Linked DNA regions of Triticum aestivum: region 2 is linked to region 1. The links are chromatin contacts, called in public Hi-C maps. All regions are on one chromosome and are shown on one strand. The core of a region is the stretch at or near the end of the contact, and the rest is flanking DNA. Distances in the headings are between cores, read along the strand shown. Region 1 holds the start of LOC123097571. Region 2 holds the start of LOC123097572 (cytochrome P450 714B3).

Evidence for each region. A called contact is a pair of places that touch in the nucleus more often than the background predicts.
Region 2: a contact with region 1 is called in a Hi-C map of leaf, with 3 times the contacts expected there. The contact joins the promoter of LOC123097572 here to the promoter of LOC123097571 in region 1. A contact is called at or near these places in 2 of 5 Hi-C or Micro-C datasets (both in leaf).

Annotation. Positions count from the first base shown.
Region 1 is chr4D:302,078,233-302,080,878 of IWGSC CS RefSeq v2.1, forward strand. It overlaps LOC123097571, which reads left to right and starts at 1,325. Exons shown (of 4, transcript XM_044519342.1): 1 at 1,325-1,400; 2 at 1,788-1,882; 3 at 2,397-2,484; 4 at 2,566-2,646. The coding sequence starts at 1,340. All of the region lies in intron 1 of LOC123096914 (protein PIN-LIKES 6), which reads right to left.
Region 2 is chr4D:302,217,491-302,220,136 of IWGSC CS RefSeq v2.1, forward strand. It overlaps LOC123097572 (cytochrome P450 714B3), which reads left to right and starts at 1,358. Exons shown (of 4, transcript XM_044519343.1): 1 at 1,358-1,852. The coding sequence starts at 1,561.

The sequences.
Region 1 (2,646 bases), core at 75-2,574:
GTTCCTGTCAACTAATTTTGGATCTTATTTGTTGTAGATCCTCTGTTCTTGTTCTCTGTGCGCCGGATCTGTTGCTGCGGCCCTCGATCTGTACGTGTTTTTCCCTGACCGTCCCAGTCGTGGTTGCCTGGAGCTCATGCTTGATTTGCTCTTTTTCCCTTGCAGGTTCGTCCACTGCGGGTGCTCGTGCTTCTGGTCGATTCGTACTACTACGTCGGTCATCGTTCTGCAGGTCGATCCCTTTTCTTCTTCTCTTCTCAGTTCTCCAACCATTTGCTTGCTTGCGCTCTTGTTGGTAGAGGCCTGGCATCAAGGAGTATATTACTGTTTGCTTGTATTTTTGTTCTTGCTCAGCTGGATCGACTATGAGATGGAATCATGGTTTTTTGTCACTTCTATGGATTCTGGTGGGGCCTATTTTTCTTTTTGTGTGTTTCTTCTATGCCCTACAAGTGAGCTGTTGATTTGCTTGTTGGCGCTGCTCACATCATGTGGGGGAGATTTTCAGGTCTAGCTGGTTTCAAAGAAGCGGTCCTTCTTTGTCTTTGTTGTTTTCCTGGTACTTTGCTGTCAAAGTGATACTTTCATATAGCTACATTTCAAAGAGTACATCTTGGTTGCTTTGCTTGGTTTGATGGTCGTGTCCTGTCCTATACGTCTTGCTGTAAAGCCTTGGATCTACCTGTATCTATTTATCCAAGAGCACAAGCAAATCATTTTCGGTCATGCGTGCTTCCAGAGAAGGGGTTTCTCTTTCTCTTTTTTTTTAATCTTGTTGGCGCTTTACTGTCAAGCAGAGTCCTGGATCTAGCTACTTTTTGGCAAAGTGCATCTTTGTTTTCTTGCTTGATTTGTTGGCTGCCTCACTTTTTCTTTCTCAGGCAAAATATAATAGCCAAAAGAAAATAAAAGATGTACAACATGAACAAATCTAAACCGTGGCTAGCCAAAAACAAATTGTTAGAAATGGGGTTGTTAGAGGTGGCTTGACATTTTAAAATGACAAATTAAAATGATTGTTTTCCTTATTTTGAAGTGGTAGTAAATAGCAACTACCTGGCAAGACTCAACTAAGGCTAAGTGCTTCAAAGGCTTATTGTATTGCTACATGTTTCTGTTTCTTATCCACTCACCCATTGTAGTGCAAGTTTGTGTTCTTGGATTTCTTTCCCTCCATTTCTTTTTTTGGTGAGCGGGTGAGCTAATTGGGCTACTTTCCTCTAGGTCTGTTGCAGCAATTGAATGCTTCAAAGGATTTTAGTGGAGTTCATTGTAGTTGGGTCGCGAATCTCCAACTTGCTTCCATGTCTTTTCTCACTGGAGACACCTCCCGTCGGCGATGGCGATGACCGCTACCCTGCTCCTCTCCCAACAAAGTCAGGTCTACCTCTCCTGTGAAGGTAATGCCATCTTTGTCTCTTCCTTCAGTTTTCCTCTATTTTTTGTTACATGACTTTGTGGTGCTTAGTGTATGTATCATCTCCTCCTGTCAATTGCTTGAACAACTCTGCTACATGTGATTGCATTAGCAAACTCCATTTTTTTGTATGTAGAAAAACAAAGGAAACTCTATTTTTGTGTAAATACAAACAAATGAAACTCCATTTTTTGTGTAATTACAAACTAGAGAATTTTAGATGGCGAAGACTGCTACCCTGATCCTAAGAATCTACTGACATTTCACCAAATCCTGTTATACTTTTTTTATCAGCAGCAGATACTTGTTTAATTTGTCTTTAGAATTCCATGTAATGACCATACTGATCCTTCTATTTTAGATGTAGCAGAACACATGTTCGTAATTGATACACCTAGGCTCAGCTTCTCTATTGGTATGAAGGCGTGGAGCGTGATTCTCTTGTTTTCAACTCGAGGCGATCAGGTAGGCCCATATAGACACAGTAAAAGGCCTATTTCTTTGTTCCATGCCTTACAAAAAACAAGCAAGGCTGGCATAATATTTCTGGTTCCCTTCTATTGTGTGTCAAACAATACCTTGCGGCGCAAGAGGAGGCGTATTCTACCACGAAACTCTGGGCAACAAAAACTTCACCAAGAAAAGGCTTTCACTATTAGCCCTATATGTTAGATCCAAATGCCATTCTATAGCACTAATCTTTATGCCATTCTCTGTTAGATCAAAATGTTTCTCTGTTAGGCCCGTTTCTCTGTTATGTTAGATCAAAATCTTGCTTTGTATGAAAAAAATGGCATTCTCTGTTAGCCCTATATGTGGTTTGCTTGCTCAATATCGATCTCATTACCGCTTTGTTTGCTTCTGCTACTATATAGCACTAATCTTTATGCCATACTGCTCTTAATCAAGCTAAATGCTTCTGCTTTGTGCTCAACTCCTATTGCTATTAATCAGGATAAATGCTTCTGCTTTATCATAGGCCAGTAAACATGCTAAGCTTGCCTGGCTGGCACACACGCTTAGGCACAACAATCGGCCCCGGCACCGCGCGCCAAGGCGCGCTGCAGGTCATTTATATAGCATCTCTTATTTGTATATTATTCACATATAGCATCTCATTTCTTGGTTGATTGCTTATATATATTCAGCTTCTGGCTCTTTTGCTCCCAAGCTGGCCTCGCTTTCCTCGGTGGTCAGCGGGAGAAGCATGAGGCGCTGCACCTCTGACC
Region 2 (2,646 bases), core at 108-2,607, 140 kb after region 1:
AAGCGAGCCACGCTAGTGCGCTACTCTTCCTTTATGAGCGAGACTCTATCCAAAACTACTGGTCTAAGGACTCTGCGAGTGAACTGAGCGAGCGGCACCACGGCGGGCAGTGTCGTGCTTGATGGTGAACCAGACTTCCCAGTTGAGGGAGTCTGCGCGAACGCCGGGTTACGGCGCTGCTCCCGCGTCAGGAAGGCGCGCCGCTTGCGCACCTCCTCCGAGTGCGCGCGAGCTGACAGCGGCATCGCCGGCACCGGGATGCAGTGGGTGTCGAGGTGCCAGCCGTGGTGGAGGTTCATGTCCGGCCATGGCAGCGTGGCGCGGTACTCCCAGCGGTAGCGCGCGCGGTGCATTGGGATGTTCAAGCGGTTCGGCGGCCGACGCTCCCTCCCGCCGCTGGCACCAGCACCCACCTTGCCACCAGTGGGCGTGAGGAGGAGCCCTCCTCCACCTTGGGCTTGCCCTTCCCTTTGCCGCCGAAGAAGCCCATGGCTCGGGCTAAGGTTTCCTGTCCTCAACGTGATGGCGAGTGTGACTAGATTTGCTGTGGACGGGGAAGTAGCCCCCCCCCCCCCCCCACACACACACACACGTGTGCGCTTGCTATTTTAAAAGAAGTGGACTTCCGGACGCTTCCACTGGTTGTCACAGGGGTCCGAGCTGGTAGGTGGGCATTTAGTAGGACCGCGGTGGTTGTTGGACGGCTGACACACGGACCTGAGGCGGACACTGAGCAGACGTGCGGCGCGTCCGTCTCGTGTCGGCGTGGACGCAAATTTAGACTAAAATGCGCCCAGGCGAACGACGAGCGGACGAATTTTGGGTTTGCGTCGACATGTTGAGCCGTCGTTTTCATCCATTTGATCCAAATGGATACACGCGGATCAAATGCGTCAGCGCGTTAGAGTTGCCCTAACAGAGGAAGTGGGGTGCCGTGCAACAACAAGTCCACCATTCCACCGGGAGGAGAGGTGGGTGGAGTCACGCATCAGAATTATTTTTTGCCGACTTTGGTGGATAAGATTGAACGAGACGGCGAGATTTGAGAGCTGCTGTCTCCTAGCTAGCTCAGGTGGTAGCTCAGACTGTTTCATGAAATGAGGCCGCAGGCATGCCTGAATAGTGAATATGAACCTTTTGATTCGTCGCCGCAGATCAAAAGAGATACTAGATCGCCTTCCCTTCCCGCAACAAAAAGAAAGAAGGGGAATATTATATATTGTACTGTAAAAAGAAAAGAAAAGAGAAGAAAAGAGAAGGCTGGATAGACACGCAATACACACTTTGGATATTACTACCCCCTGGCCCTGCCAGGGCCCGGCCCACACTCACTGCCGGTGATGGATTTCTTTTCGGGGGAGCCATTCTATGCCAAACTTGGCGTTTGGACTCTACCACCTTTCCCCACTTGTTTCCCGTCCCCCATATAACACAGTGAAGTACCACCTCCACCTAGCTAGCTAGCTTCTTCATCTTTACCCCCACACGCTCTGACACTCCTCACATAGAGAGAAGTGCGTACAGAGATCAAGCTGTGTAGAGAGAGAGAGTGAGAGAGAGATGATGGAGGTGGGCATGGCGATGAAGGTGGTGCTAAGCCTATGCTGCGTGGGGGCGTGCTCCCTCGCGATCTACCTCTACTACACCGTCTGGGTGGTGCCGCAGAGGCTCCTTGCCGGGTTCAGGAGGCAGGGCATCGGAGGCCCGCGCCCGTCTTTCCCTTACGGCAACATCGCCGACATGAGGGAGGCGGTCGCCGCCGCAAAGTCGGCTCCCCGAGCCGGCGGCCGCATCGTCCACGACTACCGCCCAGCCGTGCTGCCCTTCTACGATAAATGGAGGAAAGAGCATGGTATATATGTGTCTCCGGCCATCAGCTTATATTTTTGCTTTATTCATCCTTTTGAAGCATCTTCTTCCTGTTGCATACATACATATTTAGCTTACTAATTTTTCAGTCTAGTTCTTTTCCCTGAAAAACAAAGTCATCTTCATATTTCTCACCCCTCATGCCCCCCATCTGGCATCGGCCACCAAATAGTTTGCAGCGTTGCTCCCAAAGAAGAGAGGGAGCTTATCTAATTGTTTTTTGTTGTTGTTGTTGAGGGAAGGAGCTTAGTAGTAAGCACTAACAGAGCCCAAAGATGCTTGATTGTTTATATTAGCACATACATATTTAGCCGAATGATTGATTCATTCTAGTGTTGGACACTAAGCTGGTGTACTCCATATAGCAACAAACATAGGTTGGCCATTTTAAAATTCTGGCATCATCAAGTGCAATCTCTCTCAGGACCCGACAATGATGAGGTTCCAGCTGAGCAGTAGGAGTATTAAATAAATAAATGGTTTCCTTAAATAAATCAACCTGTCAATCCGTATTTGTGATGTGGATCTTAAGTGAATTCTAGAAGTTGCAACGTCGACAGGTCGACTAAACTTGTGGTGGTCTCGTGCTGCTGAATTTCAGAATTTGGCCTTTCCTGTTGCTGCATGACACTGTTGGATAGCAAGGATGCATGTATATTACTAATATTATTAGGTGAGCTAGGCGCCATCAGCTTGCAAGATTTAACTGATCTCTCGGACCCACCCTACTAAAACTGAACGACCTTGCTATAGGTACGACAGAGTGCCTATCCAACA